Linked DNA regions of Mus musculus: region 2 is linked to region 1. Evidence: chromatin contacts called from public promoter capture Hi-C data. All regions are on one chromosome and are shown on one strand. Each heading gives the region's core, a stretch centred on a gene start, on an enhancer-like site or on the middle of the called end of the contact. The rest is flanking DNA. Distances are from core to core; before and after follow the strand shown. Region 1 holds the start of Dnajc16 (DnaJ heat shock protein family (Hsp40) member C16). Region 2 holds the start of Camta1 (calmodulin binding transcription activator 1).

Region 1 (4,914 bases), core at 702-3,201:
TTTAAGGACCAGAAATCCTCTACATAGCACAGGAGCGTCGCTCACCGCCTTGCTTCCGTATTTGCTCTAGCCTCAATACTCTAGGCGGTTCTACAAATACACTCAACGCAGAGACAGACAAGTCACCCTCATTGAGGCTTCAGCCACCTGCTGACTGCCTAGCGGACGTTAAACTTCCGTTCTTGGGTTCACCTACCATTCCCGAGCGAGCTTCTTATATGCCTTTTTAATGTCAGCCTGACTGGCCGTGCGGCTGACCCCTAGGACTCTGTATGGGTCAAAATCCAATGCAGACAGGCTTTGCAGGATCAGAACCAGAACCATCAAGAATCGCCAGGACACGCCCAACCTTTTCAATTCCATCTCTCTTCCTTCCCAGAGCTGAAATGATCAAGAGGTAGTTTTAAGTTCAAGAGACAGGAACTTGAATGGTCATGCTTCTTAAGGTAGGGAATAAAGATGTTCAAATGAGAGCTAAACACGAGATTTTTTTTTTTTAAGAGGGAATGTGTCAATCTAGTTGACCCTATCTTTAAAACAAAAAAGACCACTATTTTTGAATATCACACACAAGAACTATTATGAATTAAAAAAAAAAAGACAAGTCATAATAGATTAATAGATTAGAAAAGTCCTTTTAAAATTACTGGAAATGAATGCTCTGAAACAAGTGGTGACTCTGAGAATATATCTAGGATATCCAGGAGAGGATATCTCAAATGCACCATTTCATCTATCATAACAATAAACTTAAAATAATTGGCTTCAGAGTAGCTGAGAACGGGTCAAATTAGCTCACAAACTCATCATGATTTCTCATGTACTAAATTACATTCTAGGATCATTGTGGCATTTCTGGACACTAAATAGACATGAAAGTAAAACACCTTAAAATAACTGTGCATTAATATTCAGAAGTCTGCTATTATTAAGAATCCAGTTTCTTATCTAAAGAGAACAGGAAAGACTAGAAGAATAGGCACGGCTTTAAAATGTTTTAAACTACAACTCAGCTGAGGGGTAGAACTCAGTGTGGGTTTTGGAATAATCCTGGCTGGTTGATAAGGAGATAGCGTGGACCTGGAGATACACACACTCACACAGGGGGCTGTGATCTTTTATACCATATGCTGGTTTCATGGGTCCATTTATCTTGACCTCACAGTGTTTAGTAAGGTTCAGTGGCTGACACCTTACTCAGGGGGGGTGGATTTTGACAAGTGCAAGCCATAAACCCTGCTTGGGAGTCTTTATAAACAGTTGACCACTGTTTAGAACTGCACACATGCTAAGTAAAATCCACAAGCAAGCCAGTTCCTGTTTCTCTTTTAAGACAGCCTGTTCTGAGGTACTGGCTAAACTCACCCAGATTGGGGATCAGATTGCGGGGGTGGGGGGCTGTCCACCACCATTCTAGGACCTAAACCTGTGTTCTTGCTGATAGGGTGTGACTGAACACCAGCACCTAGCAGGATCTTTATGGGGATGGGGTACAGTAAAGTGGGTAAGGGGTTTACTAAGCAGAATCCACAGGCAGGGTGGGTGAAGTGTCTGCTGCGGGAGTGGGTGAGGTGGGGACAATTTTTGGCTGACGTTCTCCAGCTCCAGGGGGCCGGCCACAGGATTGGGGACGCGCTGGCCAACAGGTAGCCCTCGGCGTCCCCAAGCGCAGGCGGCGGAGGCTCCCCAGACGCTCCGCAGGACCAAGTCCCGACTCGGGCGCCCGCCCGGGTTACGACCTTCCGGGAGGCGGCCCCCTCCCCCGCCGCCCCGGTTCCTGTCGGCTCCCGGGGCCCCCCGGGGCCCAGCGCGGGCTGAGGACGCGGAGGATCTGACGGGAGATCCCCCAGCTTGCAAGGCCCCGCCACGCTCGCGCGTCAAGCCGGGAAGGAGTTACCGGGAAAGGGCACCGGCCCAACCGGCCGCAGCGTCCGTGCTCCAGTGAATCCGCCGGGGCCGGCGCTTCCAGTCCACACCAGAGAACCTGGGGAGGGGAAGGAGGCGGGGCCCAGGCCCGGGGCAGTCACGTGTCACTTAAAGACCCCACGCCTGCGACGCGCGCACAGACCGGTTTAGGCCGCACACGCGATGAACCTATTTTGGCCTTGACGGTCACCGTAGGCACCTGGATCTGGCGCAGTTGCTATAGGAACGGAGAGCGCTCTCTGGCTGGGTCTGAAAGCTTGCTCTTGACTAGCGAGGCCAGAACGTGCCTTCTAGCGAGGCGGAGTCGCTATGCATCACGGGATACCAGGAAGACCTCCCGGAACCGGGGAGGGGTTTCCACTGGTTGCCAGAAGATGGCCCACATCTAGCAACTGTTGCTAGGACGGGGACGCAGTCGCTGGTCCCAGTTCACTTTGACCCTATTCATAGAATCCTAGAGCGTCAGCGTTTGAGGCGACCTTAGGGATTCTTCCTAGTTCAACCTCTTCATATACTGAAGTTCGGAGAGGGCCAAAGACTTGCCCGAAGCTTAGAATCCAAGGCTCCAAATTCAGTACATCAACCCAAGGATGTTCTAGACTGGAATTTGGACAAGAACTGAGGGAAAGACGGGCGTGGTTGCGCACGCCTTTAATCCCAGCACTTGGGAGGCAGAGGCAGGTGGATATTTGAGTTCGAGGCCAGCCTGGTCTACAAAGTGAGTTCCAGGACAGCCAGGACTGTACAGAGAAACCCTGTCTTGAAAAAACAAACAAACAAGCAAACAAACAAACAAACAAACAAACAAAAGAACCGAGGGAAGAGGGCGTGGTGAATAAGGCTGACATTTTTTTTTTTTTTTTTTGCGCCCGTGACCAAGGGCTCTTGATGTATTTTCTATTCCATGCCTCGTGTTGAGTGAGTTCTTATGTAATCGGTTTCTAAAACACTTACCTAGCATGCTGTTTTTGTTGTTTGCTTTTGAGACAGGGTCTCACCGTGTAATCCTCGCTGGCCTGGAACTTACTAGGTGAATCAGGGTGGTCTCAAACTCAGGAGATCTGCCTGCCTCTGCCTCCTCAAAGAGTGCCGGGATTAAAAGTCTGCACTACCATGCCTGGCTCTCTCTTCTATACATTTAGTGTATATCGTTGTTCTTTGGGCTCTTTCAGGTAGAGCTCTTTCAGGTAAGCTCCTGCAGGTAGAGTCTCACACTTTTCTTGTTCAGCATTGTATCACTGTCTGCACAGACCTTGGTTTGTACAAGCTGCCAGTAAATATTTGAATAGTTAGTTGCAAAATAAATAAAAAATGAAGCTAAAGCCTATCATCGTCATCCCCCCCCCCCCCCCCGCCTCTCGTGCATGCTAGGCGAATGCGCTGTCGCAGAGCTGAATATTGGTCTGTGCCTAAGGCTTTGCTGCTCGAGTGACCTATACTATACCTGTGTTTTGGATTGATTTTCTGCACTGGCACCAGCAGACCAATTTGCACTCACTCATGTTTATTTTTACCAAGCTGAAACTAGGTTATTTAACAGTCTGAGAAATCAGGTGGCAGGGATAACTGCCAAATCCCCAAACAAGCCAGTTTTAGCCAACGTGGTGAATCTCCTTTACTTTGGGGCAACTAACCCCCTTTGAGTTTCTCATTACTGCTCTCCCCAGATTTCCTGTTTGTAAATTCACCTCAGCTGCTCCTCCCGAGTGTACATCCTATTTTATGGAAGGAAATGTTGACTGATGCCCAAATCAGGAAACAAGTGTAATATTATCGTTTGACATATTCCAAGGTGGATTCTTGGCTATGAGTCTATTCTGGTTCTGGTCACGCTGTGAGATCCCTGACACATGTCTACAGCTGTCATCAAGGAATAACTATATCCCTGTCAGGAATGTGGCATAAGGCTAGCAGAGAGAATAGCGTAAGGGGCTAGCACAATGCCCAATTACTTTTTTAAAAATGTGTTTAATTAGTTAATGCATATATGAGCACTCTGTCTTCATGCACAGAGGGAATCAGATCCCATTACAGATGGTTGTAAACCACTATGTGGTGGCTGGGATTTGAACTCAGGACCTCTGGAAGAACAGCTGGTCCTCTTTACCCTGAACCATCCATCTCTTCAGACCTTGTTCAATTACTTTTTTTAAAGATTTATTTATTTATTACATGTAAGTACACTGTAGCTGTCTTCAGACATCAGAAGAGGGTGTCATTTCTCAATACAGATGGTTGTTGAACCACCATGTGGTTGCTGGGATTTGAACTCATGACCTTCAGAATAGCAGTTGGTGTTCTTAACCGCTGAGCCATCTCTCCAGTTATTTCAATTACTTTTTAAGTCGTGGAAATAAGTGGTACAAAACTGAGAGAACATAGGATTAGATTCCTGGCAGTTTCTCTGGGGGAGGTGCTGAGGAGGGAAAGAGAGCGAGATCTAACCAATGAGCTTGGTTAGATTGAGGGCACGATAGCCCTGAAACAGCAGGCAGCAAGAGGTTTACTAGCCGCAGCGTTAGAAAGCCACAGCCAGCAAGGGACTTGAAAGATCTAGGACAAATGTCTAGGCGTGGTTTTCTTCCCTTTTCTCTCGTGATCCTTTGAGTATCTGTAGAAGTAGGGTCATTGTGAATTTTGGTAGAGCAATCGCCATGCGAGGGGAAAAGTTACAACTACCGCTAAGCAGAACCAGCAAATGGGAGCAAGATAGCAAGGCAACCACAAGGCCTGGAACCCTAGGGGAGAGTCTGGGATGCAAAGGAGGGCTTCGGGGCGGGGCGAAGGAACTCGGTAGGGCGGGATTGCTGGTCTACGAGGCGAGGAGGGGCGAGTCCTAGGGGAGAAGCGTTATCATGTGAGGCAGGTCTTAGTCCGTACGGCGAAGTGATGGGGCGGAGCTTGAATGCAGCGCCAGTGGGCGTGGCGAAGCAGCGCGGTCGTAGGGCGTGGCGAAGGGGCGGGGCCTGAGAGCGCGGCGTTGAGGGA
Region 2 (4,914 bases), core at 1,565-4,064, about 10 Mb after region 1:
CAAGATTTAAAACAGCCTAAAAATGGGAGACACACAGGAAAATCAGAGCAAGAGCTTTCCTTTCTGGCAGCGAGTACCATGCTGAAAAGCAAAGCCAGAGCCACCTGAGACACCTCCTTACTTGGGAAAGCAAGGTGGAGGGCTCCCTTGTTAGGAAAAGAACTTCAAGAGAACAGAAACAAGAACACACAACACACAGCTGGAAGGTGAGGCTCTACACGAAGTCTGTCAAAAAGTAAGATGACACTGCTGAGCGAGAGCACGAGACAGGGAGGTGAGCACCTGAGCAGAGGCAGGGCTGTGGGCCCCAGAGAAAGAACCTGGAAACCCTGCCACCTTCCCGGGAAGCAGCGGCAAGCACTTTTCCGAAGGCACCTTCTTCTAATTTCTTAGCGTCTCTCACTTCACTGGCTGAAATACAACAGGGATGTACTTGAAGCCGTCAGTTAGCTCCCAGTTCTATCAGGGAGAGGCAGCCGCTTCTCCATTTCCTATCATTTCCCCAAAACACAGGAAATCGCTTTCTCCTACACTGCAGGGGGAAAAAAAAATCAAGATAAGAACTTTCACTCCCCACAGAATCAAGCTGAGAATACTGTCCCTAGATTCCAAATGGAAAAGTCTGGGCATTCATCAGCAAGCACTCCACACATGGGAGAAGTGCCTTTCTGCTTATTCAGTACAATACAAATGACAAATGAAGGAGTAGTGTGACATTGCTTTTATCAACGACACCTTGGCTTCTTCTAATCCTGAAGCCACCAATAACATACATGGGTAGGTATGTACAGATACACACATTCTGGCAAATTAACACTCCACCCACTCTGACCATAGAGCTGCCACCTGACCCTTCTAACTTCTTCTGGGTATGTATAGAATGCTATTGCACATATGCACAAAGTGGTCTGTGTGTGTCAACAACTGTGTCGAGCACCCAATTTCCGTGATGTCAAAGAGAACCAGAACAGCAAAAAGTAGAGAAATTGCCCCTTTGCTTGAAAGGTGCAAGATCCAAAGAAATGTTTTGATCCCACTAGAGACATACCAGGGCCAAAGGAAGATTCTGGTACAACAAGGAGCACACAAGCTACCTCTTCTCAAATGGCATGTGGGCGACAAGGGTGTCTACACTCCCTATTCTGGATAGAAAGGCATATGGCTTCTCCTTACCCAGCCAACATGAATACAATTTGAGAAAATTAGAGAAAGTCAAGGTAACAGGCTCACTAAATATGGCTGACTGGGAAACAGGAGCCATAAGGAGGGTCTGAGTTCTCTCAGAAAAAAAAAAAAAAAAGAAGAATTGGGAAGTTTATTTCCAAGAAAGATTCAAAGACTTCTTGAGAGTGGGATGCATAAAGTCTGGTTCTTTCTGCTCAGAAGACAGGAATCAGAACACCAAATTCAAGGGCACTGGACCCTTTTCCCAGTGGGATAGTGTTAACTGGTGAAGGGTGCCCCCTAAGATCCAAGAGTGAACGGGAAGCAATAGATCCTTCTTTTCCTGCAAGAAACAAGTACTGAGGTCCCTTACACTCAAGTGGTAGGCACATCGGAAGTCCTGCCTGCCCTACATCTTACTGGGGCGCCCACCCTGGCCCAGACAGGGAACTCCAAGGAGAGAGGCAGACAGCTAGGGAGAGGAGCATTGGAGCGTCCGGTTTTCCCAACAAGAAAGAGGGCAACTCGAAGGGTGTTCAGGAAATGAGCTCACCCTAACCCAGGAAAGTGTACGGAAAGAGTACAGATCTGGAAGAAGTGTCTGCCTGCCTATTTAGAAATGACTTCAGAGCTGCACAGGGCCCCACAAGCCACTGGGTGAGCTAAGAAGGAAGAACATGGGTAGCCCCGAGTCCCCTTGTCCTGGCCAAAAAAAAAAAAAAAGATTAACCCAGCGTGCAGAGGCTCCGCGGCCCCACGAGAGTCCCCTCAAAAAGGGGACAGGCTGACACGGAACCCTCAGTGCTCGGAGAGGATCGGGGTCACGGAAGGTAAAGGGCATGGCAGTGTGGAGACCCCACCCTCCCGGTAGTGAGGGTGCAAGGGCAAGTGTGGAAGAGCATGCTGTGAGGGGCGGGGAGGCCGCGCGAGGACCCCGGCCCTGCTGGGGGAGGGGTCGCCCGGGGCCTCGGCCGAGGGGCGCTCGGCACGAGGGGGGCCCCCTGGCGGGGACCCGCGCGGGGACACCCCCCACGCCGGCGCTAGGAGGCGCCGCGCGGCCCGAGGGGGGCTGTGGAGGGGAACGTCCGGCCCTGACGCCGCTACGGCCGCCGGCACCGGTGCCCGCGAGCCCCCGCGGCCCGGGAAACTTTCCGCCCCGCGGCCCCCTGACACCCCGACCGACACGGCGGGGATGCCCCGGGCCGGGTGCGGGAGGCGTCGCGGCTTCTCCTCCTCCTCGCTGGGCCCGGCCCCCGCCCCGCGCGCCCCCCGCCCCGGCCTGCCGCCCCCGGGGCTGGGTGCGGGGCGCCCCGCTCGGCCGGCCCGCGAGTCACCTCAGGACTCGGCCGCGCTCCGCCCCCCCCACCCCGCCGGCGCCCTCCCCGCGCCCGCCGCGCCCCCGCGCTCGCGCCCCGCGCCGCCGATGCCCGGGATGTCCGGCGCGGCCCCGGGCTCGCCGTGTCGCCGCCACCCTGACAGCCCCGGGCCCTCACGCTCCGGCTCTCACCTTCCGGCTTGTTTTCGGCAGCCATTTCCCCTCCGCGCGCCACATCCTCCTCCTCCTCGCGACCGGGACCCCGAGCGCGCGCCTCGTACCGCCGCCGCCGCCGGCCCAGCCACCCCGCCGCCGCCGCGCACCCGCCCTGGCCCCGCCCCGCGGCCCACGCACAGCGCCCACTGGTTGGTGCGTCTGCCAGTCACGGCTCCCGCGACCAATCGGACCGCACCAGGGGTCTCACTACTCTCCGGGAGGAGCGTCCTATCCACCCTGTCCATTGGCTGATCACCACCGCACCGACTAAAGTGATTGGCCTGGAATCAACGCCCCCTCCCCACCCACTCCCGGGAAAACCCGCCCTCCAGACCTAAACAAAGCTTCCTAGTGGACAGAGGTCGAAAGGATGGCCCAATCAGGATGAGGCTGACACGGAATATTTCCTCGAGGCCGAGACGTGGTGTTTTGATTGGACGTCACTACAGTGTTTCCCAAGCCGTCCAGACCAATCAAAGGGGGTTCCCGGAACTCGGGAACGGCTGTGGGAAGCCCCGCCCCCCAGCGTGACCGTCATGAGGAAGGCGCTCGCTCATTGGTGTGCTGGGGCTTTTCCCGCGTGCTCCGGGAGCTGAAGGACGTTCCCGGGGAAGCCGCTGCTGGCGCGTGGGGGTCCCGGTGTCTTCGGAGGACACGCTGGGATCTCCGGGATCCCGCAGCCTGCGGCGCTGGCGGGGGGCGGCCCTGCCGGAGGGATACGTAAGGCACCGAGGCGTGCCGGTTCACAGCGTTCCCGAACCGTTTAGCCGAGAGTCGGGGCGTCGCTGCCCGACACGGGGGAGGGGCGCACCTCCCGGCAGACCACGCCCCTCGGCCAAATCCCGCCCCTTCCTGGCCTCAGCCCCGCCCCCTCGGCCGGCGCAGCGTCCCCGCGGCCACCCTACGCTCCCGCCTGCCTTGCGCTCCTCTGTCCCCTTTTCTAGCGGCTTAAAATACTGAAACTTTATTTTGGTCACGTTGCCCATGTGACCGGCGGAGCCGATGAGTCATAGGTGCCTGTCCCAGGCTGCAGCCGCGGATCTAGGGCTCGGAACGCTCGACCTCGGCTAGCCTAGCCAATCCCTCCCGGGCTCCCGGCGCTTCGGTCGGGTTCCAGCCGCAGCTCCGCGCAGCTCTCCTGCCTGTAGGTCCACACCGGAGAGATTCGCACGCCCTGCAGACACAAGCCCGGGCCAGAAGAGCTGCAAAGTACTGCGCCTTCTCGAGAGAAATCAGGGGCTCTGAACGTGGCCAGAAAATAGAGGAAAGGATGGAAGGAGAGAGGGAGGGGAAGGGCAGAGTGCAGGAATTCCGCACATAGAAAAATAAAAGGGAAGGAGAAGAGGGAGGGCAAACACCATGCAGGGATTCTGCAGGTGCACTGAAGGGAAGCGGGAGGGAAGGAAGGAGAATGCACTTTAATGAAAAGCAGCTGAGCTCCAGATCCTCTCTGTAAACTTGCACTGTTTGATTCCTCAACATTTTTTTCTCTCTCTCTCCGTTTGCTACTAGCAGAAACACTGAAAAGTCGATCGAGTGTTTTGGCGTTAGGATTGATCGTCAAAGCCAGTCTGTGCCAATCCTAACAACGTGTGGTCTTCTTATGATGGTCACCGTTGAGAATTGCTTAGGTTGTTCCAAAAATAAAGATGTCCCAAAAGAATGTTTTGTATTGTATACTCATTCTTCAACAAACTTTAATTTTATGAGCCTCAAAAAAAAAGGCGAAATTTTTAACAACCAGGGTACAGTATTTTATCGATTAGCATTCTTAATAGCACTAGTGTAGACGATTTGGGAGCGGAAACCTGCCTCTGGAAACGCTGGTGGCGTTGTAAGTTAGAATAACTCTTTCAAAAAGCAATTTCACAGTATGTATTAAAAGCCGTAAAAATATCTACATCTTTTGACCTAGTAATCTTACTTCTGAGAATCTGTTCTAAGGAAATAACTCCAAATTGGGTGTGGGGTTGCTCAGTGTGTGACGGTGTTCTTCACTAATCACTGTGTTTGTTACAACAAAGAAATGAACGCTGAAGGCTGGGGAGGTGGCTCCACAGTGAGAGGCTCAATCGGCTTTCCCAGGGGACCCCAGCCCCGTTCCCAGCACCCACACTGGACAGCTCAGAACTGCCAGGGGCTCCGGCTCTAAACCACCCGTGCTCATCCCTCATATATACCACATATACCTGTACATCCCTCATTCATACACATAGTTA

What was found. Promoter capture Hi-C pulls out the DNA fragments that hold promoters and counts their contacts.
Region 2: a contact with region 1 is called in a promoter capture Hi-C map of pre-B cells. The contact joins the promoter of Camta1 here to the promoter of Dnajc16 in region 1. A contact is called at or near these places in 1 of 39 promoter capture datasets (pre-B cells) and 1 of 484 Hi-C or Micro-C datasets (B cells).

The regions. Positions count from the first base shown.
Region 1 is chr4:141,788,693-141,793,606 of GRCm38.p6, forward strand. It overlaps Dnajc16 (DnaJ heat shock protein family (Hsp40) member C16), which reads right to left and starts at 1,952. Exons shown (of 15, transcript NM_172338.2): 1 at 1,898-1,952; 2 at 197-381. The coding sequence starts at 363.
Region 2 is chr4:151,858,954-151,863,867 of GRCm38.p6, forward strand. It overlaps Camta1 (calmodulin binding transcription activator 1), which reads right to left and starts at 2,815. Exons shown (of 24, transcript NM_001081557.3): 1 at 2,672-2,815. The coding sequence starts at 2,716. The region is part of intron 2 of Gm42357 (a long non-coding RNA gene); the gene reads left to right. 9230110K08Rik (a long non-coding RNA gene) reads left to right here and starts at 2,791. Exons shown (of 2, transcript XR_390981.3): 1 at 2,791-3,904; 2 at 4,211-4,358.